Regions from separate parts of the Mus musculus genome. Here all the other regions are linked to region 1. Evidence: chromatin contacts called from public ChIA-PET, Hi-C and HiChIP or PLAC-seq data. All regions are on one chromosome and are shown on one strand. The core of a region is the stretch at or near the end of the contact, and the rest is flanking DNA. Distances in the headings are between cores, read along the strand shown.

Region 1 (4,354 bases), core at 1,320-3,819:
TAGCCCAGAGTGGCGGTAACCATAGAGACCCCTAGGGCCAAAGCAGGCATCGCCCTTCATGCTCTAGACATGCTGAGCAAGCCTGTCCTAACCAGGCTAGTGCGTCATAATCAGCACAAACTGATCCATCTTACAGTCCCAGAGCCCAGCTCAATGGGTAGAGTGCTTGTCTAGCATGCACGCAGCTCTGGGTTCAATCCCCAACACTGCATAAACTGGCAGTGAGGCCGCACACCTGTGATCCCAGCATTTGGGAGGTAGAGGCAGGAAGGTGAGGAGTTCAAGGCCATGCTCAGCTACATAGTGGGTTTGGAGGTCAGACCCTGTGTCAGGGGAGGAAGGTGAGCACTTTGTGAGACATCCAGGAAACATGGGGGAAGGATGCCTCAACACTTCTAGTTTCTCCTCATGCCTCCCACAACTCACATCTCACCTGGAGATGCAGGCAAAGCAGCCATTCTCCCATGGAAAATTTCCTGGGACCCAAGGAGGTGGGTCTCAGGTTTGGACACTGTAGGAAAACCCAGGCAATTGGTTCCTCTATGCCCAGAAAGGGGGAGCACAGTCAATCCTGGCTGGATTGCTGGGTACCCCATCTTTACAGTTTCACTGTGGTCAGGTTAGAAATTTCTAGAATGTATAGCCTCAAAGACTCCCATTGACTGGCCCGATTTAAGTCTCATGTCCACCCCAGAGGCAACTACCCTGACAGGGGGTGGCAACTGGGAGGCAGATGAGATCCATTTGTTCAGAAAACAGCTAGCGGAGAACAGCGAATAATCCCCACTCTGCAAAGCCATCCCAAACACCAGAGCAGCCTCAACCTTTCCCAGGTTTCTGTAGATTATTCAAATGAAGGTATTCGAAGGCCCTTCTCTGTGGGGTTGGAGGGGAGGTGACTTTTACTCCACCTGAGGCCCAGTAACCTCAGAGGACTCCTATGGAAAGAAGACAGCCACTCAGAGCAGAGCCATGGCTGATGACCCACGCTGGCAGAGACAAAAGCCACAGAGCTCAGTCCACTGCTGTGGGAGCTGCCATCAAGGGGCCCAAGACACCGCCAACCTGGATCAGTCACCAGTGACAGCTTCCCATACTTGGCTCTAGAACTCAGACGCTCAGAGCACATCTGCTCTTGCAGAGCCCATTTCCAAGCACACACATCAGGCTGTTCACAATCACCTGTAACTACAGCTCCAGGGGATCCAACATCTATGTATCGTCTCACAGCAACTGCACTCACAGGCTCATGCCACCGTACCGTGGATTTAAAAGATGGATTTACTTCTGGTTTCTATGTATGGATGATTATCCAAACACACATGTCTATGTGCCACCTGCATACCTGGTGCTTTGCAAAGAGGATGTTAGGGTTCCTGGAACTGAAGTTATAGATGGTTGTGAGCCACCATGTGGGCTGCTGGGAACTGAGCCTGGATCCTCTGCAAGCTCATCTTAACCACTGAGACATCTCTAGTTCCCAAATGTACATTTTTTAAGAAAATAAGAGACTGAGGGCCTGGGGATGTAGCTCAATGGTGCTTAGCATGTGTGAGGTCTGACCCCCAGTTCCTACAAAAGATTTAAACAAGAGTGAACAAATAAAGAAATGGAGGCCGAGGACAAAGCTCCCTTGTGAAAGAATTCTGAGCAATCTCCACAAATGTGCTTTCCTCAGCTCAGAACTCGGCACAGCTCCACTGTGGGCGCTGGGTCGTGTCATCCATTCAGAGGACACAACCCAGAAAAGACTGGTTTACTGGTGGAAAAACCTGCCCAACACTACTGTAGCCAGGTCATTTCAAGAGAGACAGACTAACAAAATGGCTCAGCAGGTAAAGGTGTTTGCCCCCAAGCCTGAAGACCTGAGTGAGTCCCATCCCTAGAACCCACATGGAGGAAAGAGAGAACACCCACAAAATGTCTCCCTTTCCCTCTCTCTTTCTCCCTCTCTCTCTCTCTCTCCCTCTCTCTCTCTCTCTCTCTCTCTCTCTCTCTCTCTCTCTCTCTCTCTCTCCCATTTTTGCTCCATGTCTCCAGGCTTTGTTGAAGCCCTGCAGGACGGCAAAGAAGATGGGGTCCGCTCTGCCATGTTCCAATGCTATCTCTCTGCATTCTTGGGACAGTCACTTGAGCTTCATTGACCCTCAGTGTCTCCTCCATCTGTGAGAACACACAAATGCAGTGTCATGTCTCAGGCCTCAGTAACAGTGAGTGCTGGAGAAATTTCCTGTGGCCTTTGAGACAGTTGGAGTGAAGGAGAGAAGAGCCCAGCAGAAGGAGTCTATCTGTGGTCAATTCTCTGCGATGGCGCAACCTCCTTTCTCCCTCCCCCACCACGCCCATTGCCCTTCACTCAATCTCTGCTAAAAGCAGCAAATTCAAGGGCCTTTCAGACCTTCTTGGTCAACTTGACTTTGTCAGCTTTTTGCAGCCCCAGAGGGCACATTCTCTAGAACACGGTGTTCACAGCAGCGCCTCTAACCACAAACCCCAAGAGTCTCAGCAGCGAGACACTCAGGATGTCTAAGGGTCCTCTCGTCTTCTGAGGCCCAGCCCAGCGCACATAGCATGGGAATTGCATGCATCAAAGGCAGGAAGTCCCTGACAAGTCTGTCCCATAAGCCACCAGACGCTGGTTACCTTCATGTGGCTGAACTAGAGGTCGAGTTCTCAGGGTGGGGCGAGGTGGTCTGGGGCCTTCGCAGCCAGGGTGGAGCCCAAGCCTGAGGAACTAGACCTGAGAATTGAGGCCTGAGCTCCCCACCCCAGGAAGCCTGGCTCCCAGCTGCTCAAAGAGAGGCTGGTAGCTTGGGTCTCTGCTCCCTCCCTCGTGGGATAAGTGGTATTTGAATTCCTGCTTCCTTTCCTGTTTCCCCTCCCCTTTTTTTCTATACATTCCCCAAGGAAATACTAAGTGTGTACTGCAAATCCTGAGGATAAGATCCAAGGGAAACATTGAGAAGAGTTGGTGGCTTTCCTTGAGGACCCCATTTATCAAGGGTCTGGTTAGCCCTGACTAGCTTAGTGGCCCAGGGTGCCAGCTCTATTATCCTGGAAAAGAGAGAGGGTAAGGGGGGGCCTGGGGGGGCGCGCACTGAAGGGCTAGCCTGGCAGGTCACAGAAGTCTGACATATAGAGATGTCTCTGCAGCCACTGGCCCCAAAGGAGAGAAAAGGTGAGGACGGCTGGAGGCCAAAGAAGGATTTGGGAGAAGAGGAGGGAGAGACGGTGTACCAAGGAACATGGTAGCCTTCCAAAGGCAGCTGGGTATTAAAAACACTTAAAGTCACACAATTCATGCTTAAAGGGCGAGCAGAGTAGAAAGTGAAAGTAAAGAAGTGGCTGTAAGAAATAGCGGATGGAGGGGCAGGGGGCAGAGGGGCATGGGAGCAGGGGGCGATGGCATGCCAGCTCCTGTTTGCAAGGCCTGGTTAGGGCCTTTTAGAAGACGTAGTTACGGGGCTGGAGAGATGGCTCAGTGGTTAAGAGCACTGACTGCTCTTCTGAAGGTCCTGAGTTCAAATCCCAGCAACCACATGGTGGCTCACAACCATCCTTAATGAGATCTGATGCTTCTTCTGTGGTGTCTGAAGTCAGCTACAGTGTATTTACGTATATATAATAAATAAATAAATAAATAAATCTTTAAAAAAAAAAAAAAAAAGAAGACGTAGTTACGGTGCTAACTGTGCGCTCATCACCTCCCTCAGTGAAGGAAGCACACAGCCCACTCTAGCTAGTCCTTGTAAATCAGGACCAGAACCCAGGGCAGCCAGATCCACCCGACAAAGGATTTTCTTGTTGTCCTTATCAGTGTTTGTTTTTCCAAGTCTAATTTTATTATATTTATATTTTATGTGTATGGGTGCTTTGCCAGTATGTATATCTGTGCACCCGGCTCGAGAAATCCCTTCTTGAAAAACCAAGTGCCGGGCATGGTGGCACACGCCTTTAATCTCAGCACTCGGGAGGCAGAGGCAGGTGGATTTCTGAGTTCCAGGCCAGCCTGGTCTACAGAGTGAGTTCCAGGACAGCCAGGGCTACACAGAGAAACCCTGTCTTGAAAAACAAAAACAAAAACAAAAACAAAAACAAAAACAACAACAACAACAACAACAAAACAAAACAAAACAAAACAAAACAAAACAAAAACAGAGAAGGGATCTCTCTGTGTAGCCCTGGCTGTCCTGGAACTCACTCTGTAGACCCGACTGGTCTTTTTTTTTTTTTTTTTTTTTTAAATATGAGTACACTGTAGCTGCCTTCAGACACACCAGAAGAGGGCATCAGACCCCATTACAGATGGTTGTGAGACTCCATGTGGTTGCTGGGAATTGAACTCAGGACCTTT
Region 2 (4,808 bases), core at 1,074-3,573, 310 kb before region 1:
CTGTCAGAACTTGATTTCACCTTTTGAGCAGAATGGAGATACAAAATGGCTACAGTTATGTTAAAAGGAGCAGGCCTCCACAAGAATAAGAGAAATTAGGAAGTCTGAACTTCAGGGAGCTCCATTTCTTTACAGACACTTGTATGTGAGGGGGAGCAGTCAAGAAACTGCTGGCAGGAACCAGGCCGTGGTGGCGCACGCCTTTAATTCCAGCACCTGGGAGGCAGAGGCAGGCGGATTTCTGAGTTCGAGGCCAGCCTGGTCTACAGAGTGAGTTCCAGGACAGCCAGGGCTACACAGAGAAACCCTGTCTCGAAAAACTAAAAGAAACTGCTGGCAGGTCAGCTCCATTATTGGGGAAATGGAAACACCTAAAGGCACCTGGAAGAGTCTAGAGAGTTTGAGCTACGACAGCTGAGGTGAACCAGCCAATCAGATATCAGAACAAGAAAGGGTACGCTTGTTCAGCAGTAAGTCTAAAAGGCCGAAAACGTTCTAGGCCTAGATTAGATTCTATGGAGGCTAGCAGCTTCCAGGACTAGGCCTGGGTTAGCAGACTGAGGCGGTAAGCCTCTGAAGACTGTGCCCTTCCCCCATCCTTGAGCAGCTTACTTTACAACATAATCCAGCTGAAACAAAGGATGGGTCTGTGGGTTTTTCCCTATATAAACACAGAGCTGAATATTGAACTTTGAGTCTTGATCGGAAGACCTTTGTCTTGGCTTCATCCTTCTCTTGCCTGCCTGTCCTTTTTCATTTCCAGCCCCCCTTTCCGGTACCCAGTTCTCCGTGGCTGCTGGACAGCTACATGAGACAATCATTACTACAGAAGAATAAAAAATATGGTTATACAGGCCCTCCCACATGCTAGGCTCTACCTATAGCCTCAGCCCCACTCTTCCACTCCCGCCCTCGCCCCTGGTTTTTCAAAGCAGGGTTTCTCTGTGTAATCCTCACTCCGTAAACTAGGTTGGCCTGGAACTCAGAGATGAACTTGCCTTTGTCTCCCGAGTGCTGGGATTAAAGGTGTACACCACCACTCTGACTCAGCCTTCTCTTTTCTCTTTATTCTGAGGAAGGAGCGCACTCACTAAATGGTTCAAGTTGTCCTGGAACTCAAGGTCCTCACGTCTAAGCCTCCTGAGTACTAGTAAAGGCCTGTGCCACCAAAGCTGGCCTCCTCCTCCTCCTCCTCCTCCTCCTCCTCCTCCTCCTCCTCCTTCTCTTCCTCCTCTTCTTCCTCCTCCTCCTTCTCCTCTTCCTCTTCTTCCTTCTCCTCCTCCTCCTTTTCCTTCTTCTTCTCCTCCTCTTCTTCCTTCTCTTCCTCCTCCTCTTCCTTCTTCTTCTCCTCCTCTTCTTCCTCTTCCTCTTCTTCCTCTTCCCCCTCCTCTTCTTCCTCATCCTCTTCCTTCTCCTCCTCTTTCTCCTCCTCCCTTTCCTCCTCCTCTTCCTCTCCCCCTCCTCTTCCTCCTCCTCCTCCTTCTTTTTGACTTTGTCTCCCTTAGTATCAAGTATTTGATTTTGGATTCAATTCTTCTGCCTCTTACACATGGGTCCTGGGAACTGAACTCAGACTGCTGGTTCATGAAGCTTGTCAGGGTGTTTGCCAGATTTGCCTTCTTACCCACATTTTTGTTTTTAAGTCTGGGATCCAATTTAGGGTTTTGTGGTGCAGATACGCATGTAGTCTCAATAGTTTCAGTTATCTATCTATCTATCTACCTATCTATCTATTTATATACTGGTAACACAGGCCAACCTCAAACTCATCATCCCCCTGTCCCAGACCCCCTGGTGCTGAAATTCTAAGTGCCAACACTCAACATTCTTGGCTTTCTTCAGTCTCTTTTGACATAGAACACTTCCTTGGTCTGCCCGGTCTTCTCTGTCACGGGCATCAATTATGTCACATTGTTGTGAAGAGATCCCTGACAAATGCCCCTCATGGATGGGGTGGCTTTTGTTCATAGCTTAAGGGTATCAACTTTCACACCAAGGAAGGTACCGTGGCTGGAACATGAGGCAACTGGTCCTGTCTTGCCTGAAGTCAAGCAGGAGGAGATCAACACTGTGGGCTCCATCTTTTAAAAAAAAACGTCCAAGACAATTGTGCTAAAACTGTAATTACTTTTAATATGATAGTCCAATTCTTGAGGATTAAGACCTAGGAAGGTAATAAATGTTATTAACACACTCGGCCACCAGGTGGCGATCTCTGCCGCCCATGAGCCGCAAAAGCTGTTGAAAACCTGTGGGGATCCGAAACCGCTTGAAATATGCTAGAAGGCTCTGTGGATTTGTAAAGACACGCGGCGTCTTTTCCAGCAGGGCTTCTAGTGAGTCACCCAGGTTTGGCTTTGGGAGACACAGGTCACAAGGTGTTTGGTAGATACAGGGTGTGCCCCGAGATTCGTCATTTCTAACCTACCCTTCGGGTGACAGGAGTGTGAAGAAGGCTTTTGGAGAAGACATTTCAAGAAGGCATTTGAAGAAATGGATCTGTGTACAATAAGGCAACCTCACTGTTTATCTGGTTCAGCAATAAAGGTGGTCTCATCTTTGCTGTCCTGCTCGCTCTGTCCCTTTAGTCTCCCTGTTCCTGTACCAAGGGACGTTTGTCATTAGCTGGGTCTTCTGCAAGAACAGTAGTATTGAGCCCTCGGGCAGAGACCAATCCCTCCAGTCCCAGACTTCCCTCCTGTCTTTCCACTCACATTGCAGCCTCGACTGCGCTGTATCTTGCAACAATCCTGCTTCAACCTCCGCAGTGCTGGGGTTATAGGCGTGTTCCACCTCTCCCTGCTTCAAAACTCAGCTTAAGGAGGCTCCCAGTTAATTCTTACCGAATGAGAGATGCTCCGTAGTTCCCTACACACACTTCCCAGATCAAGCCTTTCCCCCATAGCCTGGGCCATCTTCTCCCATATCATATCATCTACTTATTGTATCCCAGATAGAGTTTGCTGTCTACTCAGCAAATTCACCTTTCCTATTTTTGGCACCAGGAAATTGTTCTTCACTGAAGAGCAGAGAGAACAGTTGTCTGTTAAAAAGACATTAAAAAATGTCTTCTTCGCCGGGCAGTGGTGGCACATTCCTTTAATCCCAGCACTTGGGAGGCAGAGGCAGGTGGATTTCTGGGTTTGAGGCCAGCCTGGTCTACAGAGTGAGTTCCAGGACAGCCAGAGCTATACAGAGAAACCCTGCCTTGAAAACCAAAAAAAAAAAAAAAAAAAAAGTCTTCTTCATTCCTTAGTTGTTGTTATTATGTTATTATTTATTTTTTAAAGATTTATTTATTTATTTATTTATTTATTTATTTAATGTATATGAGTACTCTGTAGCTGTACAGATGGTTGTGAGCCACCATGTGGTTGCTGGGATTTGAACTCAGGACCTTCGGAAGAGCAGATAGTACTCTTAACTGCTGAGCCATCTTTCCAGTCCTATTGCTGTTATTTTTACTACTGTATTTTAGAAGTCTCCCTGTGTAGCCCTTGGCTGCCTTCTATGTACTGGGATGACCGGTATATGTCACCAAGGCCAGCTCCTGGTGGCTTTTTGATAAGTAAAAATCATGATGGTTATGTTTTAAAGTGGCCTCTACCACTCTGTTTTTCCTTGTCCCAACTGCAGCCTGCCCCCTCTCCCCCCAACCCTCACCCCGCCCCATGTTCTTTTTTTTTTTTTTTTTTTTTAATCTGGCATTGACTCTAGCAGTTTGGTAATCTCCGGGCTGTAAGGAGCCTGGTGCTGGCGTTTACCTGGTATTCAGTGGCCTCAGCCTTTGCTAAGGTAGATTTGGTTTGAGTGATTCAAGTCCTTGTGTGTTAGATGCGAGGTGATAAGGTGATGACAAGGTAGGGCCTAGTGGGAGCTGTTTGGATCCTAGTGGGTACTGAGTTAAGGCAGTTCTCATGGGCCCCTAAGTTAGTTCTGAAGAGAATGTTGTGGGCTGGTGAGATGTCTCGGCTGCGATGAACACTTGCTGCTATTTCTGGGGAACCGAGTTCAGTTCCCAGCACCCACACTGAGCAATACACAATTGGCTTTAACTCCGTTTCCAAGTGATCTGATGCCTTCCGCTGGCCTCCAAGGGCATTCATACAACACGTGGCATAAACTGAGACACGTGAAAGCACTTAAATAAAGACGATAAAAGTTTTAGAAGACCAAGTTGAAGGTTAGTGAGACGGCTCAGTAGGTAAAGATGCTTGCCTGGCAACCTGAGTTCATTCCCTGGGACCCAGGTCAAAGGGGCAAAAGAGAACCAGTGTCCAAGGTTGTTCTCTGACCTCCAGATGTGCACGAACACATGTGTGCACCCTCATTCTCAACCTATATCTCACACACACACACAGTACACACACACACAGAATATAACTTAAAAATAATAAAATAAAAAGAACTTGCCCTTTGGTCAATTTCTAAAAGTAACCTCACCAAGAACCCTCCTGCAAAATAAACTTGTCTTGGTACAGGACACACTTTTTGTTGTTGTTTGTTTTGGTTTTGAATTGGGGCTCTCATTTAGCCCAGGCTGGCCAAGTAGCCAAGGCTGACCTTGGATTTCTGACCTCTGGCCTCTACTTTCCCCAGTACTAGAATTACATACAGGCTTCTGGCACCACACAGGGTATCTTAGTTTCATTCCTGTTGCTCTGAGAAAGCACTCTGACAGAGGGCTCAGCGGTTAAGAGCACTTTTTCTCAGCAGAGGACCCAGGTTCAATTCTAAGCATACACACATGGCATCTCACAACTCCAGTTTGAGGAGATCCGATGCCCTCTTCTGACCTGCTTGGGAAC
Region 3 (4,152 bases), core at 968-3,467, 490 kb after region 1:
CTCTTCTGGGGTGATTCTTTCTGTGGGAGGAGGCAATTAGCAGGACTCTTAGTGTCAGCATTGCAAGGTGTGGCTGATTAGCCATCCAAAAAGCGCCAACAAAAGCAGAAAGCAAGAGACTACCCTGCTGGGGATGAGCCGCACCCACAGGCGTGTCGGGTGTCTCAGGCAGGGCTTCCAGTCTGTAGCTGGGGTGGACAGGTCCTATCCCTACCCCGATCCCAAGAAACACCCAGGGCGGATCTGAGCCTAGCTTGGAGCAACAAAGCTCCTGCCCCAAAGCTGCAGTTGATGAGCCCAGAAACGCACCCCCTCCACTCCGCCCCGCCCTGCTGTATCTTTTTACTTTGTACTCAGTTTAAAAGGAAAGGCCTAGAAGGCCCTTGGGGTAAGCTCTTCCTCTGCCCGCGTCTCCAGCGGAGACTGTAGGCCAGGACAACCCTGAGGAGAAAGCCACTCTACAGATGAAAAATAGATGAATATGTGAAGCATATTCACCGATTTGGCTGCTTTTGATCTCAGAACCTGTGAGGACCTCTTATCTTTAAAAAATAAAATGGCTGGGTCAGAGAGATGACTCGGCAGTCAAGAACACTTGCTTGCAGCTCTTGCAGGGAAGCTAGGTTCAGTTCCCAGCACCTGCTTACAGATGTCTGTAACTCCGGTTCGTGAGCTAGCAACATCTCCACTGAATTGAATGCCAGCCTGGGCTATAGAGAGAGTTCAGGGTTAACCCCGTGCAACATATAGAGATCCTGTCTCATATGCCCACCAAAAAAATAAAATAAAAACTAAACTAAATTAAATGAATAAAAATAAACACTGATTCTGACAGACAGAATCAACACTAAGATGGAGAGATGGGGACAGGGGGAGAAAAGAGGAGGGAGGGGAGAGACACAAACTCCAGAGGGAGTGTGAGAAAGAGGCCGAACCACTGTAAGTAATGGCTAATTTTAAATACACTCACCCATCTCAGAAGTGCTTTTCTTGAGGAGCCAAAGGGGGATTACTCCATTTAGACAACTAATAGCCTAATTATTATTTTTTTAAACACAAAAAGCAACCAGCAAGCTCTTTTTCAGCCAGATCTTGGCAAGAAAACACATCTCCGTACAACCATATCTACAGACCGTAAGTCATCCTGTCCAAAACCGTAATGACACTGGGCTATGTCCAAATTTCCGTCACACACAATCCAAAAGATGTGAACAATTGAATCGTGACTCTGTGCACTTTTCATTTGGACACTGTGCCTTTATAAGAGAGGGAAAACAACCTAACCAAAAATAATAGGCTTTCAAGCCAGGTGTGGTAGGTCACACCTGTAATCGAGCACTCAGGAGCTCTGAGACTGGAGGACTGCAGGAAGCGTGAGGCCAGCCTAGGTGACAAAGTTCTAGACCAAGGTGGGCTACAGAGCAAGAAACAAAACCAAACCAAACAAAAACAAACAAACAAACAAAAATCCACAGGTGGGTGGTAGAAGCAGCTCAGCAGTTAAGAGCACTTGTGATTCTTACAGAGGACCCAGGTTCAATGTCTAGGACCCAGATGGAGGCCCACGAACCGTCTGTAACTTCATTGCCAGCTGATCCAATGCCCTCTTCTGACCTCCATAGGTAGCAGCCACCAAAGTGGTGCACAAACACATATGCAGGCAAAATACTTGTAGCCATAAAACAAAAATAAACTTTAAAATAATAATCATTAAGGAAAAAAAAAAAAACCTGCCGGACATGGTGGTACACACCTTTAATCCCAGCACTTGGGAGGCAGAGGCAGGCGGATTTCTGAGTTCGAGGCCAGCCTGGTCTACAGAGTGAGTTCTAGGACAGCCAGGGCAATACAGAGAAACCCTGTCTCGAAAAACAAAACAAAAACAAAAACCAAAAGTTCAGTGGGGGGAATAAAAAAAGATTTGCCCCCATCTTCAATAGACTGGGGCTAAGTCTCCAGCGTACAAGGTGTAACTCATGCCCCAGTAACCAAAAGCAACTCAAGTTGCCAAGCTTTCTGCCCGTGGGAGGGTTAGATAACCACTTCCTTATCTCTCACCCATGTCATTAAGCTAAAGGGCTATTTTCGAAGCGTGCTTTGAGTACTGAGAAAACCACACTCAGCAAACGGGGATCGTGAAAGAAGGTGGTGTGTATGTATGTGGTCATTTCAGAACAGGGCAAACTCAGCAAAACCTTCCTGTGAAAGAGAACCACTGACCCCAGCGAATCACACATTCCAGGAGACACGCGCCCAGTGGGGGCTGGCTCAAGCACAAGGTTCTCTCATCTGGCAACTGCAGTCTTCAGAAAAACCAGCGGTCCAAGCAATAGAACAACAGTGGCCACCAGATGGACGAAAGGACAACTCCATGTGTGTGACCCATACATATCACCTGTAGTCCTGGCTACTTGGGAGGCTAGGGAGGACAGCTCATAAGCCCTGGAGCTCAAGAGCAGCCAGAACACACGCTGGTGCACACCTTTAATCCCAGGAGGCAGGGACGGGCAGATCTCAGTGAGTTTGAGGTCAGCAGGGTCTACACGGCAAATTCCAGACCAGCCAAGGTCCGCACAGACAAAACCAGCCCAAAAAACAAAGTTAGGCTCTGTGTCACAAAAATAAAGACGGGGAGGAGGCGGAAGAGGGTTGGCAAGATGGCTGGGCTGCTTGGTGAGTAAGGGCGCCTACCCCCAAGCTCAGCAACCTAAATCCAATCCTGGGGACCCACAAGCTGCAAGAGGAGAACCAGGTCCTGCAAGTTGTCCTCTGATCCTCAAACATATACATACAATAAAGTAACTACAGTAAGATGTAATGAAAATTGTAATATCTAATGAGGGGCTCCGGGTGTGGCTCAGTGGTGGGTACAAGTCGCTGGATTCAATCCTCAGTACCGACAAAATAGATGATGCTGATGCCGATGCAGAAGATGGTGATGGAGAAGATAGTAAAGCTGGGAAACGGAAACACCCCGTTTTCTCCATGGAGTGTCACTGGGTATGTCCCCCACACTCCAGGGCAGGCCCCACCGCCCAGGACTAGTTGGCTGACACAAAACAGACTCCACTTTTTTTTTTGTAGTGGTTTATCTTACTGGGTTTTTTTTTTTAATTGTTGCTGGTGTTGGTTTTGATTTTCTCTTTCGTTTTCTCCTGTTTTTTTGTTTTGAAAGAGCTAAAGGGAGAGGAAACTTGAAGTTGGGTGGGTGGGGAGGTGAGGAGGAGCCAGGAGGAACTGGGGGAGGGAAAGGAGCATGATCAAGATACCGTTTGAAGATATCAAATAAAATAAAAGCCTAGCGAGCGAGCTTCGATGGTTGGAGAGTGAACCAAGAGCCCGATCTGTAGACATCCTTAAGAATGACAAGAAGGAAAATGTTACAATGTTCATGTATTAATAAGCCATTATACTGACTTGAATTACTTTTTTTCTCCTGGGTTAAACATTTATAAAATTCTAAGAAAATAAGGTAACATTTTAACCGTACTTCCTCACTGAGAAAAGGAGTCCAATTAAAGTCTGTTTCTACCTTGTACAGGAGTAAAAGCACTATCTCTAATCAAATATTCTGCCCGCCACTTTAGCAGTAACAATGCGTCAAAAATTCATGGGATTTTTTTTTGTCTTAGTTAAGTGTTTTAAAGCCAATACACTTTTTTTTCCCTGTGTGAGGATAATATAGCAGTTTCTCTGAATTGAGACAGTAGCGATTTGGCAAAGGTCACTAACTGGGGGGCTGGAGAGATGGCTCCACAGTCAAGAACACATACTTCTCTTCCCATGGAGCCAAAATAAACTTTTCTGCTCTTTAAGACGGTTGCCTCAAGCATTTTGTTATAGTGGCACATGTTTGCTGTCCACCCATGCCACTAAAAACAATGAAGATAGCTAAGCTCGGTGGTACATGACTCCAGTCTGGATGGGAGAAGCAGGGAGAGCTCTGTAGGTTTGAGGCCAGTCTGTTGTTGTAGTGCATTCCAGACAAACTCAAAAAAAAAAAAAATGTTAAAAAGAAAACGGAAAACGTCCATGGATACCTGATTTGGCTATCAGCACTACTGAAATAAATTTCTTAACATAAAATGAGGTACACAATCCTTAGCTGTAAGTGTAAACCCTGGATATTTGTGTGTGCTGCGGGGGTTGGGG
Region 4 (4,532 bases), core at 769-3,268, 270 kb before region 1:
CTCCCTTGCTATCTGCCTGCCTTCTTCACTACTTATTTTGGCAATGAAATATGGGTTTGGATTTTCTGAAAAGTTGGTCCTAAGTCTTCCAACTCCACTCTACACACACACACACACACACACACACACACACGTATGTGTGTGTATATATATGTGTGTGTATATACGTGTATCTATCTATCTATCTATCTATCTATATATATATATACACATATATATATATATACATATATACACACACACACACATTGTTTTTTACTTATTTTTTTTACTTATTTATTCTGTGCATGGGTGTGTTAGTGGAACTCCGAGAACAATTTGCAGGAATCTGTCTTTCCACCAAGTAAGGTCCAGGGTATTGAACTCAGGTCATTAGGCTGGGCCATCTCACCAGCCCCTCCATCTTCACTTAGAGACTTTACTTCCACACTCAGCTTTTATTTCTGAGCACTGAAACCTAAACAGAAGTTTCCTGTCCAGACAGCTTCCCGGAACTTCATGGTTTCCTTCCCACCTGGAAGCTCAGAGAGGCAAATCCACTGTGCCCCCACTGTGCCACCTTCCCTCAGCAACATTCCTAACCATTCAAATTCTGGTCCTATGTCACCATTCCAGGCCACCTTCCCTACTAGTGACACACAGACACATGTCACCTCTCTGAGCACAAAGGGCGTATGATCTTGAAGGAAGCTGAGCATCAGGCCTGGGATGGCAGTGGTCCCACACAGGGGCAGACAGCCTGAGCACACTGCTAGACCTGACAGTCTCTCCCCCCGGGAAGTACAAGAGGCTAGTGGTGAGTTGGTCTCAGGAGCCACACTGCCTGGGTTCAAATCCCAGTCCTACCTATCGTGCCTTAGCTCTAAGTCTTAGTGAGTTCACTTATGAGTCTCATGTGCTATTTTAAATATTACTAGGGATAATTTACCACAGTGCTTCACCCAGGGCTGGGCACATGGGAAGGGCTCAGTAAATGCTCGTCACTAGCACTGACCCAATTTCAACTCGGGTTTCCTCTTCCTCTTCTTCTGTGGTCTTTTTGAGACAAGTTTTCTCTGTGTCGTGGCCGCCCTGGAACTTACTTTATAGACCAGTCTGGCCTCGAACTCAGAGATCCACCTGCATCTGCCTCCCGAGTGTTGGGATTAAAGGAGTACGCCACCACCGCCTGGACGAATTTATTATTAATTAACATCTGGAGATCTGAAGTCTTCACTCTTCAACAACAGCCTGAATGCATAACAACCATGTCCATATTATGCCCCTCCTCAGACCAGTTCTTATTATGCCCCACCTCCCTCCCTTGTCCTCTGAGACTTGGGTCTTATGTGACCTTGGGTGGCCTTGATCTCACTATGTAGATAAGGATAACCTGATCTGCCTGCCTCTGCTTACTAAGTGCCAGGATTACAGGCTTGTTGGACCACTTACCCTGTACCAGTAGCCAACTCTCGCCCACACCAGCACAGGTACACAGTATACAATTATAAACTGCATGTTAATGATGCATTTTTATGTACATTAGTGTATGGCCTGCATGTACGTCTGTGTGAGGGCATCAGATCTCTAGGAACATTTGTGAGCTGTCACGTGGATGCTGAAAATTGAACCCAGGATCTCTGAAACAGTAGCTAATGTTCTTAACCACAGAGCCATCTCTCCAGCACCTATAAACTGCCTGTTGACGACACAGAGCTGCTAAACAAAAGCTGCTGAAGGACAGAGGAGAAGGCACATTGGGAGTCTTATAAGCAGTGGGGGCAGCGACACTGCAACAAGCCACCCAAAGGCACAAGTCAGATGCTCGAGGAAAAGATATCCAACCCCAAGACCATGGTGAGAATCCCAGGCTAATGTCAGCTATTTCCATGAGCCCATGGTCTGCAGCAAGGCCTGTGGCAGGTTTCATGTGTGACACAGATGTTCCACTAAGACCACTAGCAAGGAAAGAGTTCTAAGCCCGCAGTTCTTGAGGGCAGCTCTCTCTTCATCTGAAAAGCACCCCGCCCCCTCAAACCACGGAAGCCCAACTACATAATACCAGCAGTCAACTGTCACTTGGAAGGTCAAAAAGGGTTACAACGGCCACATCAAGAAACCCCGGATATTGCTCAGACCCACCATCTGGGGCTTGGTCTTTGATACATATCTGCTATGGGTTGCACAGGCAGCATCCTTGTGATGGCCACAGTCCCTAGCCTTGCTAGCCTTGAGCCCTACCTTTGCTTCACAGAAGACAGCTGCTTACCTATCACCCTGACCCTCAGGATCTCGCTGAACACCGCGGGGTGGGAATGGCAATTATCCGCTCTGCACTGGTATTCCATGTCTCTGGTGGGCTTATCTGTGAATGTTGCTGGGTCATTGGAGGTCACCTCGAGAGTCTGGAAGTCACTCTTTGCTTTCATAAGGTGGTAAGTGATGGGTGCAGTTCCATTTTCGGACTGGCAGCTGATGCCTATGGCATGTCCTTTTATGATCTCAGACTTGGCATCATGAAAAATACTGGGCTTCGAGAGCATTTCTACAACAACAGGGGAAATCCAAATAAAACACAAGGAACAACCCAGCCGGGAACCTTCCTTCTGAAAACTCTGAGCTTGGCTTTCCCAATCGAGATCATGATTTCCAATGCCTACCTGCCTGCCTGCCTTATCCATCTTAAGGGGCTCCTATAGGGCTGTGGCCTGTCCAGGCAATGCTTGTCTATACGTGTGTGTGCATGAGTGTGTGTGTGTGTGTGTGTGTGCATGAGTGTGTGTGCGTGTGTGTGCAATATACAAGGGAGAAAATGAACTGCTGTAGATAGATGGGGATGTAGCCCAGTGGTAGAGCACTTGCCTAGCATGTGTAAAGTCTTGAGTTCAATTCCCAGCACTAAGAAAGTGGAGACAGGAAGAACTTTATGAGTTTGAGGCCAGGCTACATAGTGAGACACTGTGTCAGAACAGCAAATATATATATATTTATATATTTTATAAATATAAATATATAAATAAATTTATATATATATAAATATAAATTTTATATATATATAAAATCTAATTTTGTTGGGTTTGTTTTGTTTTTGATTTATTAATCATTCCTGTTGTTTATGGTTTGGGGTTTTTTTTAGACAAGGCTTCTTTGTATAACCCTAGACGTCCTGGAACTAGTTCTGTAGACCAGGCTGGCCTTGAACTCACAAAGATCTGTCTACCTCTACTATCTGAGTATGGGGATTAAAGGAGTATACTATTACAGCCCTGCTTAAAATATCTTTTTTTTTTTTTTTTTTTTTTTTTTTTGGTTTTTTCGAGACAGGGTTTCTCTGTGTAGCCCTGGCTGTCCTGGAACTCACTCTAGACCAGGCTGGCCTCGAACTCAGAAATCCGCCTGCCTCTGCCTCCCAAGTGCTGGGATTAAAGGCGTGCGCCACCACTGCCCTGCTAAAATATCTATTTTTATAAGCAAAATAATGATATAATATCTGGGTGTAGTGGAACACACCTGTAGGTCCATACCTGGGAGGGCAGGCGGTAAAACTGCAAATTTGAGGCTAGCTTGAGCTCCATAGTATAATGTTGTCCTGTCTCAAAAGGAGGAAGTCAGGGGGAGGGTGGGGAAAGGAAGATAATGGAGGGAGACAGGAGGTGGAAGATCCAGGGATGGTGGTACATGCCTGCCTGTAGGTCTACCATCCAGGGGTGGTGGCTTATGCATGATGTGGTGCTGGGAACTGATCCTAGGTCCTTCGAAAGAGCAGCAAGTGCCTATAACCACTGGAAAATCTCTTTAGACCCCTTGTGTGTGTTTTGTTTTGTTTTGTTTTTAAGCAGGACCTTGCCCTGTATCCCAGGTTGGCCGTGAGTTTGCAGTAATCCTCCAGCAAACTCACTGCTGGGATTAATGACATGCACCACCAATACCCAACTAGAATCTTCTTCTTTTAATACTTTTTTGTTGTTGTTGTTTTTTTTTATGTTGGGAGTCAAGGAGGATCGAGACAGGCCCTTGCTATGTATCCCAGGCTGGTCTTGAATTCACAACAATCCCTAGCTCAACGTCCTGGATGTCAGGATTATAGGTATGTACCACATGCCTCGTAACCAGGTCTTAGATATACACAGAAGTCTGTGCGTTCTACGTGCACACACAAATACAGATGAAATACAGAGGTCAAAGGAGAGCTTGTAGGACTTGTTTCTCTGCCTCCTCCACGTGGATCACAGGGGCTGAACTCGGGTTGCCGGGCTAGGCAGCAAGCACCATTACCCAATAAGCCATTTTCCTGGCCCTCCCAGGAGTTCTTCTCGACCTGCCTGAATCCGATCAGCCTTTGCGACTGCATTGGTGACAGCTAACTGACCATCATGCTCCTAGTCCCTACCCAACCTTTGCATATCTGAGCAGCTGAGAGTGTACTCACCGCACACCTGGATCGGTACCAGGCCGCTTCTCTTGACCACTTTGCCGATGCCTGCAGTACAGCTGTACTCCCCGCTGTCACTCTCCTCGGCGATCTTGCTGAAATTCTGATACTGCGACAAGAC
Region 5 (4,481 bases), core at 1,014-3,513, 300 kb before region 1:
GTTAAGGACACTGGCTACCCTTCCAGAGGTCCCAGATTCGATTTCCAGTACCTACATGGTGGTTCACAACTGTCTATAATTTTAGTCTTAGGGCATCTGACACCTTCTGCTGGCTTCCTCAGGCACCAGGCACACACATGCTACACAGACTCGCACACAGTCAGAACCCCCATACACATAAACAAAACTTAAAAACAAAAGAGGTTCTGTCCAGGATTTTGCTGTCTTAAGTAAATAATGTTGCCAATATCTTTGGCAGCAAATCTATTCTCACAGTTGATTTTACACTGTCTGCCCATTCCTGGGAGTAAGGATGGAAGGGGAGGAGGTGGAAGAGGAAGAGGAGAAAGAAGAAGAGGAGGAAGAAGAGTAGGAAGAGGAGGAAGAGGAAGAGGAGGAGGAAGAGGAGGATGAGAAAGAAGAGGTGGAGGAGGAAGAGGAGGAGGAGAAAGAAGAAGTGGAGGAGGAGAAAGAAGAGGAAGAAGAGGAGGAAGAGGAAGAAGAAGAGGAGGAGGAGGATAACTCAGGCTCTTGGCATCCATGGCCAAACTGACTAAGAGCAGAGCCTGCAATTTCCCTTTCCCATATGAGGCTCAAGTTGACGCATCCTTTTGTCAGAATGCACACTGTGCCCGGCTGCCCAGCCAGGCCACCGTTGTTATGCCCATGGCCTCTGACAAAAGCCTGGAAGTGGAGAGAGTGAGAGAGCAGGAAGCTCTGCACGGAAGGATCACATCACTGCCTGCATCACTGGAAGAGGAGCCTCACCACCAGATGGGAGGCTGGGGTAGGATTTGCCTCTTCGCACAGAGTCAGACTCTCCCGCCCATCCCAGGGACTGACTCTGTGTTGGGGCTGATTCTCCAGGTCTGGTGGAAACAGCAGCAATGAATACCTCATGTGCTCTCTGGGAAAAAAGTTCCCATGTGCTGGGGGCAGGGTAGGGGTGGGGACAGGGTAGGGGGTTAGGGGTTGGTGGCTGCTCTTACAGATGGTAAAGGTCATGGCGAGAAAGCCAAGAACAAGGGTGCAGGCCAGCTGGTTAAGTGCTTGCCTGGAACACATGGAGCCCTGGGGCTGACCCCCAGTATCATAGAAATTGGTGTGGCAGCACGGGGCTTATAAAGTCTGGTGTTAGGGAGGTGGAGGCAGGAGGATCAGGAGTTCAAGGTCATCCTCAGAGAGAGAGAGACAGACAGACAGACAGGCAGAGACACAGAGGAAGAAGAGGTGGAAAGATAGAAGGCAAAACCAAAAAATCCTAAGAAACAAACAAACAAAAAACCCTTTGAGCCTTGTGTGGTAGCTCTCTTTGTAAATCCAGCAGTCAAGCTGCCAGGCAGGGGGATTACCAAGAGTTCCAGGCTCTGTCACAAAACAACAAACAAATAAAAACCTGCTTTCCCCAAGTCTACTTCCCCTTCAAACCCTGTCATATAATATTCCATTGTTCCTAGTTAGAGGGAACAGGAACCGCTGTCCCAAAGGGGCCCCTCTTCTATTCTAGCGGGACAAAGGCAGTTGGCCTCTCAAAAAATCTGTACATCAGCCCAGGCACCGAGCAGCCACTCTGTCAGCCTCCACACACCGAGGGAGGCCATGACAGCTCCTCCTGGCCCAGGTCTCCACAGGGGAGAAGAACCCCATGTCCCGGCCTCCCCCACCCAGCCCACGTTCTCCAGAAGCAGAAACAAAATGTGACGTGTTAAAACTCTGCATGGCAGCCAGGCATGGTGGCGCATGAACACCTTTAATCTCAGCATTGGGGAGGCAGAGGCAGAGGCAGGTGGATTTCTGAGTTAGAGGCCAGCCTGGTCTACAAAGTGAGTTCCAGGACAGCCAGGGCTACACAGAGAAACCCTGTCTCGGAAAAACAAACAAACAAACAAAAAACAAAAACAACAACAACAACAACAAAAAACCACACAGGAGCTGGTGAGATGGCTCAGCAGTTAAGAGCGCCGACTGCTCTTCCAAAGGTCCCGAGTTCAAATCCCAGCAACCACATGGTGGCTCACAACCATCCGTAACGAAATCTGATGCCCTCTTCTGGAATGTCTGAAGACAGCTACAGTGTATTTACATATAATAAATAAGTAAATAAATATAAAAAAAAAAAAAACAAACCTCACAAACCAAAAAACAAAACTCTGCATGGGAGAAGGCAAGACTGATGGCAGGCAAGTCTGGGCCCACTTGGAGACTGTTTCTTTGGTGGGTAATGTTACACGATGGGGCACGGCGTAAGGTACTTTCCCCTCCTGCGTGTTCAGGCAGGAAGTGCCACCCTGGCAGTACCTGCTGGCCCAGCTGGCTTTGGGCCACACAGGATGGGTGGGAACCAACTTTCAAGTGTTCTTCTCTCCCTTCAGAGGACTTAGCCAGGACCCCACCCCCACCCCCACCCCTGCTCCTATTTTTTCCTTTTTAAATGTAGAAACAACAGAAATTTATTGCTCAGAGTTCTAGGAATGGGGGGAGGGGGTACAGGGGGAGGGAGGGCAAGATGAAGCCCAGGGCTCAGAGACCAGAGAGTGTTCCACCCTTAGACATGGTGGCTTCCTGCTGAGAGGCCTCTTCTCCTTAATTTAAATTGATGTAGGGTCTAATCCTGGCCCAGTCTAGCCTCAGATTTGCAGCAATCCTCCTGCCTCAGCCTTTCAAGTGCCATGATGTCCAGGTCAGGTTCTTTCTTGATGGTACTTCCTGTCATGGCTATCCTCTTGGTAAGGGGCAGTAAGGAATGTGAGAAAGATGAGGGATTTCTGCCCACTCGCTTCCCACCGCCCCCAGCCCCATTCACACATCCTGAGCTGGGTCTGGTGGTGCACAACTGTAATGACACCATTTGAGAGGCTGCCACAGGAAGGTTATGAATTGGAGGTTAACTGAACTGTCTTAAAGAAAAGGAAAGAAAAGGAGATGGGGTAGGGAGGAACTGGAAAAGAAGATGAAAGGAAAAGATCCTGGAAGTCTGAATTCCACACAAAGAGAAAGCAAGGGTGAAGAGGGGTGGAGTAGCTGACGCTTGGGTGGGGAGTGGGGGTGCCCAACTGATACAGAGCTGGGGCTGAGAGCAAGACTTGGTTTCCTTTACAGGCCAGAGGTGTGGGTGGGACCAGGTGCCCTGGTCAGCTCCTGAGGTGGACACAGAGAAAGCAAGAGCTGGTGTCTGAGGGAGCTCTCCTGGTGGACAGGCATAGAAGCTGGTGTCCTCTAAGCCAGGGCTTCTCTGTGTTCATCCTGCTGACATTCTGGGCTGGGAACTCTTGACCGAGACTGACTGTACCACGAGATGTTTCATAGCATCCCTGACTCCTACTCACCAGACTCATCAGGACTGCTCTCCCTACACCAGGTTGTAGCAACCGTGCATGTGTGCTGAGCTGGGGGTGTGACTCAGTGGACAGACATCTAACTGGCAGGCCTGAGGTCCTGCGGGCCGACTCTCCAGCACTGCAGGCCACCACCATGAAACGAAACCCCCTAGAGCTCAGGCATATCACAGATTATCCCGCATGAAGTCTGAGGTCAATGGAGTCCAGAGTTAAGTGACAGACAGAAATGTATACAGCCTCGGCCTGGCCTACTCTCTCTTACAGTTCACCGCTGTGCCCTGAGAGACACACACTTAACGGTTCCCTCTTCTGGTTAAGGTGATTCATTCATAAACTGGAACTAGAGCCACTGACTGAGGCTTGTGAATTCTAACCTCAGGAAAGTAATATAAAAGAAGACGTAAAGGCTTAGAGAGGTGGCTCAGTGGATAAGGACACTGACTGCTTCTGCAGAGGACCCAGGTTCGAGTCTCCGCACCCTTGTGGCTACTCACAACTAAACACCCGTAATTCCAGTCCCAGAGTATCTGACTCTGTCTTCCAGCCTTTGTGGTACCAGGCACCAACGGTACATACATGAAGGTTTTTGTTTTTCTTTTTCAAGTCAGAGTTTCTTTTCTTTTTCTTTTTCTTTTCTTTTCTTTTCTTTTCTTTTCTTTTTTTTTTTTTTTTTTTGAGACAGGGTTTCTCTGTGTAGCTCTGGCTGTCCTAGAACTCACTTTGTAGACCAGGCTGGCCTCGAATTTAGAAGTCCGCCTGCCTCTGCCTCCCAAGTGCTGGGATTAAAGGCGTGCAACACCACGCTCGGCTAAGTCAGCGTTTCTTTGTGCAGCCCTGGCAGTCCTAGAACTCGCTCTGTCCTCGAACTCACAGAGATCCGACTACCTCTGCCTCCTGAGTGCTGGGATTAAAGGGGTATGCACCATAGCCCGGCTAATATTTTTTAACTAAAAGGGAAAATAACTTTTAGAATGCTGAAAGATTAAGTTTGCATCTAAGCGACAAGGAAAGACCCAGAAATGTGACTCAAGGGCAGATACTCAGGAGGACTGGCTTCCATCCCCAATATCAATCAATCAATCAGTCAATCATGGGGTGGGTGGTGGTGACCATCAACAGCATTGGCCTCATTCCTCCACGGAA
Region 6 (4,104 bases), core at 541-3,040, 430 kb before region 1:
CTTGCATTGTCTTGCCTCAGCTTAGCAGAGTCAGGAGCTTCCAAAGCCCTCCCCTCTCAGCATGTGATGCAGAGGAGGTAAGAACCACAGGGCTGGATGAGAACATGGCTCTCAGGACAGATGTTGGCCCCAACCCCAGCCCATCAAATACTCCAATGCCCACCGCTTGACCCACACACAATCTGTCTGAAACATCTGCTGTGACCAGTGGGTGAGCCAACTTGTCTCTAACTTCCTGGGTTAGCTGCCAGACTATGGAATCTGGCCTATTGAGGGTCAGAGGTGGGCATGGAGGAGGAGCAGCAGCAGCAACTATGAGGGGACCGTGAGGTTTGGTGGCGAGCACGTGCTGGTGGGTTCAGTACTTACAAGGGTGGCAGGATTAGTGCTGCTGACCATAGACACACATAGATATATAGGTGACTCCTAAAGATTACCATATCTGAGCATCACAATACCCCAGGAAGAGGGGAATCCTGCTTCCATCTGAGGAAGGAACAATCCCTAGTTCATGACTGAAGCCTGATTCTGGTTCTCTGCTTACTCTGTCATGAGGGAGGACAGGCACCAACATCCAGCCAATGAGACAGACACTTGTTGGGACATCTGAATTAGACTGCAGCCTTATATAGAAAAGCTAACAGACAGAAGGAAAGATGAAAAGATCTAGAAATGCAGAAGTCTAATGACTGCTCACACTTCTTTCCCTTTGTGATCTACGTAAACACATCTGGGCTCCACATGTTATGACTTTAGACCATCCACTCTCTTCTACTTCATGCCTGTGCTTGTGCATAAGTGCCACCGTGGCTTGCTCTAGGTAGCCAATTGGTTCATCTGGCTATGTGCCCAGGCCAGTGGCATGGCACACTGGTCACTAGGTACCAAGAATCGAACCTTGAAGGTCTGCCTGGTTGTAAGACCCCTACGGCTTATGTCGCGTAGCAGATCTGAAGCCTGGACTTAGGGTCTGATCTATGTGAGCCATGCACAGACTCTGATGTGAAGCCAGCAGACTGCTCAGCCCCCAATGTCATGTCATAGCTGTGCCAGCTCTTTCTCTGGGAGCTAGGGAATGGGGGGCTCACTTCCATTTTCCAGTAACACATCAGAGTCTAGGACCTGTTTTAGACTCCTTCAAATCTAGATGATTTCCAAAGTCTTCCTTAGAATGTCAGTGACTTATTAAAAACAAACAGGCTGGAAGAGCAGCTAGGTGGCTAAGAGCACTATTGCACTCCGGAGGATACACTTCAGTTCTCAGCACCCACTGGTGGCTGAGAACCACCATCAACACCAGATGACACCCTCTTCTGACCTCCACAGGCACCCCACACACCCCGCATTCACTCACACAGACACCCACACATGCACACCCATTAAAAATTAACACCTTTGTTTAGAATTGCTACATATTAACTTTTCCATTTTAGAAGAGGTGGCTCTGCCTGACTCTACCCCTGCTGCTGTCAGGTCCTGCACATTGACGGAGATATTTTCCACCACCGACTTCCGGATGAAAGGATAGAAGTTGGCGTCAGCCATTTCTTGTACCACAAGTGTGTGTACACGTGTGTGGACATGTGTTTGCACTCCTACCCCATGCTCCTGCACACTGTGCACTGTCATCTTCAGGCTCAGGGTAACAGGTTCAGGACTCCTCAAGCCCCATCAGATCATCTGCACAGACTACTGAAGAAATATCACGTGTCTGAAGAAAATGGCCCCCAGGCTACTTGGGCTGAGCCAAACCACTGCCCACGTCAGACTCTCACCACTTTTTGTCTTGTAGGCTACACAGAAGAGGCCACCTCTTCCTTTCTCAGGAGAGCACGTGTACCCTTTATCAGTCTTTCTTAAAATGTTCATTTTTTACAGGAAACACCCCCCCCTCTCTCTCACAGCAAGAAACAAAGACTATTTCACAATGACGTCCAAGCCAGTGACACAGGATGCGGTAAGACGTCTCAAGGAACTGACAAGCATGTTGCTTTTCCTTTTCCCAGTCCCTGTATCTAAGGCAGGCTCTGCACTGGGGCACAGGGAACAAAGACAAACACAGAGCTGCAGAACACAGACAATGCATCAAAAGGGTTTATGAACAGAATCTGGCCTCCACAGGCTGCTAGGATGCATTTCCAGTGACTGTCATCAAAATTTAAAGCTGAAGAATAAATGTGCGGAGAATATTCATTGTGCCGCCTCCTCCATCCACACGGGGAGGAAGGGTAGCCTCCCAAGCCTGCTTCCAAAGGCAATGTTTGGGGAAGCCAATGTTCCGGAGCTGAAGCAAGGCCATCCGCAGACACTGTCTATCTATCTAGCTCCTGGGGAGGACTGTATTTAAAATGAGCTTATCTCCAACGCAGCATGGACGGACTCAATTCTGTGGGAGGCCAGGGATGCCTTTCTGCTATAAGAGAGATTGAAACAACTGCTCCTGAGTTTGGTCTCACATGGCTGCTGTGTCAAGGTGGCAGCTGTGGTGGCCTGGTCCAAGAGCAGAGACAGCAGGGCACTTTCTTCACATTTGTGTGCTTGTTCCCCAGATTTGAAAAACAATGCATATTCATTACAGAACACACGTAAGTTCTCTCTTCCCAGCTAGAACAGAATCATTTCACTGTATTTTCTTTAAGCCTAGCTGCCCCCCCTTTAAAGACATGGTCTCACTGTATAACCACAGATGACTTCAAACTGGCAATCCCACCTCAGGCTCTTGAGAACTAGGACTACAGACTCGCACTGCCAGCCCAGTTTCAGTCTTTTTCCAGCGTACCAATAATTAAGAAATAATAATAAAAGCATGTGCCGGGGGCTGGAGAGATGGCTCAGCAGTTAAGAGCACCGACTGCTCTTCCAAAGGTCCTGAGTTCAATTCCCAGCAACCATATAGTGGCTCACAACCATCCGTAATGAGATCTGATGCTCTCTTCTGGAGTGTCTGAAGACAGCTACAGTATACTTACATATAATAAATAAATAAATCTTTTAAAAATATTTTTAAAAAAAGCATGTGCCTTTAATCTCTGCATTTGTGAGTTAGAAGCCAGCCTAGTCTTTATAGTAAGTCCCAGGTCAGCCCCGGCCACATAGTGAGACTGTGTCTAGTTCCCTTCCACCACCCCCAAAACTGGTTTTATAAGATAGTCTCCTGTAGATTGGGCTAGCCTTGGATTCCTTGACTTATGATTCTCTTGCTTCCATCTTCTAAGTGCTAGGATTACAGGCTGTGGCGCCATGCCTGACCAATGCAGCAATACTTTCAAGATTCCCCACCCATCCTCCAGACAGGGTTACTTTGTGTAATAGTCCTGGCTGTTCTGGAACAAGATTTTTGCTATTTTTTTAAAAGTGTGTGTGTGTGTGTGTGTGTGTGTGTGTGTGTGCGCGCGCGCGCGCGCGCGTGTGTTTAAAGGCTGCCCACCTTGTTTTTTGAGACAGGGTCTCTCACTAGGACTTGAGACACACCGCGTAGGCCAGACTGGCTAGTCAGGGAGCTCAGAATCCACCCGTCTCCGTCTCCTCAGTGCTGGATCACAAGCGCGCACCATCATACCTGGCTGGCTTATCTGGGAGTTAAATGCATGTCACCATGCCAGCAAGCCCTTACCTACTGAGTTGTCACTCCAGTCCCTGTCACACTTGCCTTTTCCCTTACTGTGTGTACGTATGAGCCCAGAGAGATTACCAGTTTATAAAGTTTTATTTCTTATGGTGAGGGGGTGGGGTGGGTAAGCACACGAGTGCAGTCACTGACCAAAGCCTAAGAATTGCATGAGATCCCCAGAGCTAGCATTTAGACCGGTGTGATCTGCCTGATACGGGAGCAAAAGCAGTGTGCACTTGTAACTGCTCAGCTCTCTATCTCAGACCATCTTCTTGACAGGGTCTCACAGACCCTAACCGTATTAACTAAACTAAGCTGTCTGGCCACTGGGCTGCAGGGATCTCCCTCGCTCTGCCTGCCTAGCTTGGGAATTTCAGATGAACATCAGCATGCCTGACTCTGCATGGGTGCTGGGGAATCTGAACCCAGATCTTCGTAAAGCCGACATTTGCTGACTGGGTCATCTCCCTCTGCATTTACGTATTTCCTAATTC

Evidence for each region. Hi-C and Micro-C count contacts between places; a contact is called where the count stands out from the background. ChIA-PET counts read pairs in DNA pulled down with a chosen protein or histone mark. HiChIP or PLAC-seq counts read pairs in DNA pulled down with a chosen protein or histone mark.
Region 2: a contact with region 1 is called in an RNA polymerase II ChIA-PET map of memory CD8 T cells, with 8 read pairs. The contact joins two enhancer-like sites. A contact is called at or near these places in 1 of 39 promoter capture datasets (embryonic stem cells), 1 of 15 datasets of contacts at CTCF or cohesin (large pre-B cells), 46 of 484 Hi-C or Micro-C datasets (B cells, the Ba/F3 cell line, the C2C12 cell line and 24 more), 5 of 115 datasets of contacts at active chromatin or transcription factors (embryonic stem cells, epiblast stem cells, memory CD8 T cells and 1 more) and 1 of 9 other capture datasets (embryonic stem cells).
Region 3: a contact with region 1 is called in an RNA polymerase II ChIA-PET map of memory CD8 T cells, with 27 read pairs. The contact joins two enhancer-like sites. A contact is called at or near these places in 1 of 115 datasets of contacts at active chromatin or transcription factors (memory CD8 T cells) and 1 of 9 other capture datasets (liver).
Region 4: a contact with region 1 is called in an RNA polymerase II ChIA-PET map of memory CD8 T cells, with 16 read pairs. The contact joins two enhancer-like sites. A contact is called at or near these places in 4 of 115 datasets of contacts at active chromatin or transcription factors (T-cell acute lymphoblastic leukemia, large pre-B cells, memory CD8 T cells and 1 more).
Region 5: a contact with region 1 is called in a Hi-C map of CD8 T cells, with 1.6 times the contacts expected there. The contact joins two enhancer-like sites. A contact is called at or near these places in 1 of 39 promoter capture datasets (embryonic stem cells), 11 of 484 Hi-C or Micro-C datasets (CD8 T cells, the G1E-ER4 cell line, the P5424 cell line and 7 more), 4 of 115 datasets of contacts at active chromatin or transcription factors (embryonic stem cells, large pre-B cells, memory CD8 T cells and 1 more) and 1 of 9 other capture datasets (embryonic stem cells).
Region 6: an H3K27ac HiChIP or PLAC-seq map of double positive thymocytes shows a contact between it and region 1, with 2.8 times the contacts expected there. The contact joins two enhancer-like sites. A contact is called at or near these places in 1 of 484 Hi-C or Micro-C datasets (embryonic stem cells), 2 of 115 datasets of contacts at active chromatin or transcription factors (double positive thymocytes and memory CD8 T cells) and 1 of 9 other capture datasets (embryonic stem cells).

Annotation. Positions count from the first base shown.
Region 1 is chr11:106,959,247-106,963,600 of GRCm38.p6, forward strand. No RefSeq gene overlaps it. Among named protein-coding and RNA genes, the nearest start is that of Gm39424, 38 kb to the right of the region's middle. Within about 2 kb of position 2,570, at least 109 of the 459 cell types and tissues checked have an H3K27ac peak or open chromatin away from gene starts, as enhancers often do. A contact at or near this core is called in CD8 T cells, the P5424 cell line, T-cell acute lymphoblastic leukemia and 3 more, where this site is marked.
Region 2 is chr11:106,646,273-106,651,080 of GRCm38.p6, forward strand. No RefSeq gene overlaps it. Among named protein-coding and RNA genes, the nearest start is that of Tex2, 36 kb to the left of the region's middle. Within about 2 kb of position 2,324, at least 43 of the 459 cell types and tissues checked have an H3K27ac peak or open chromatin away from gene starts, as enhancers often do. A contact at or near this core is called in CD8 T cells, the P5424 cell line, Th1 cells and 1 more, where this site is marked.
Region 3 is chr11:107,449,169-107,453,320 of GRCm38.p6, forward strand. All of the region lies in intron 1 of Pitpnc1 (phosphatidylinositol transfer protein, cytoplasmic 1), which reads right to left. Among named protein-coding and RNA genes, the nearest start is that of Pitpnc1, 19 kb to the right of the region's middle. Within about 2 kb of position 2,218, at least 112 of the 459 cell types and tissues checked have an H3K27ac peak or open chromatin away from gene starts, as enhancers often do. A contact at or near this core is called in memory CD8 T cells, where this site is marked.
Region 4 is chr11:106,686,528-106,691,059 of GRCm38.p6, forward strand. Pecam1 (platelet/endothelial cell adhesion molecule 1) reads right to left here. Exons shown (of 16, transcript NM_001305157.1): 6 at 4,409-4,532; 7 at 2,249-2,524. Among named protein-coding and RNA genes, the nearest start is that of Pecam1, 26 kb to the right of the region's middle. Within about 2 kb of position 2,019, at least 45 of the 459 cell types and tissues checked have an H3K27ac peak or open chromatin away from gene starts, as enhancers often do. A contact at or near this core is called in T-cell acute lymphoblastic leukemia and memory CD8 T cells, where this site is marked.
Region 5 is chr11:106,663,243-106,667,723 of GRCm38.p6, forward strand. All of the region lies in intron 14 of Pecam1 (platelet/endothelial cell adhesion molecule 1), which reads right to left. Among named protein-coding and RNA genes, the nearest start is that of Pecam1, 50 kb to the right of the region's middle. Within about 2 kb of position 2,264, at least 77 of the 459 cell types and tissues checked have an H3K27ac peak or open chromatin away from gene starts, as enhancers often do. A contact at or near this core is called in CD8 T cells, the P5424 cell line, Th1 cells and 1 more, where this site is marked.
Region 6 is chr11:106,534,476-106,538,579 of GRCm38.p6, forward strand. The region is part of intron 5 of Tex2 (testis expressed gene 2); the gene reads right to left. Among named protein-coding and RNA genes, the nearest start is that of Gm22711, 35 kb to the left of the region's middle. Within about 2 kb of position 1,791, at least 99 of the 459 cell types and tissues checked have an H3K27ac peak or open chromatin away from gene starts, as enhancers often do. A contact at or near this core is called in double positive thymocytes and memory CD8 T cells, where this site is marked.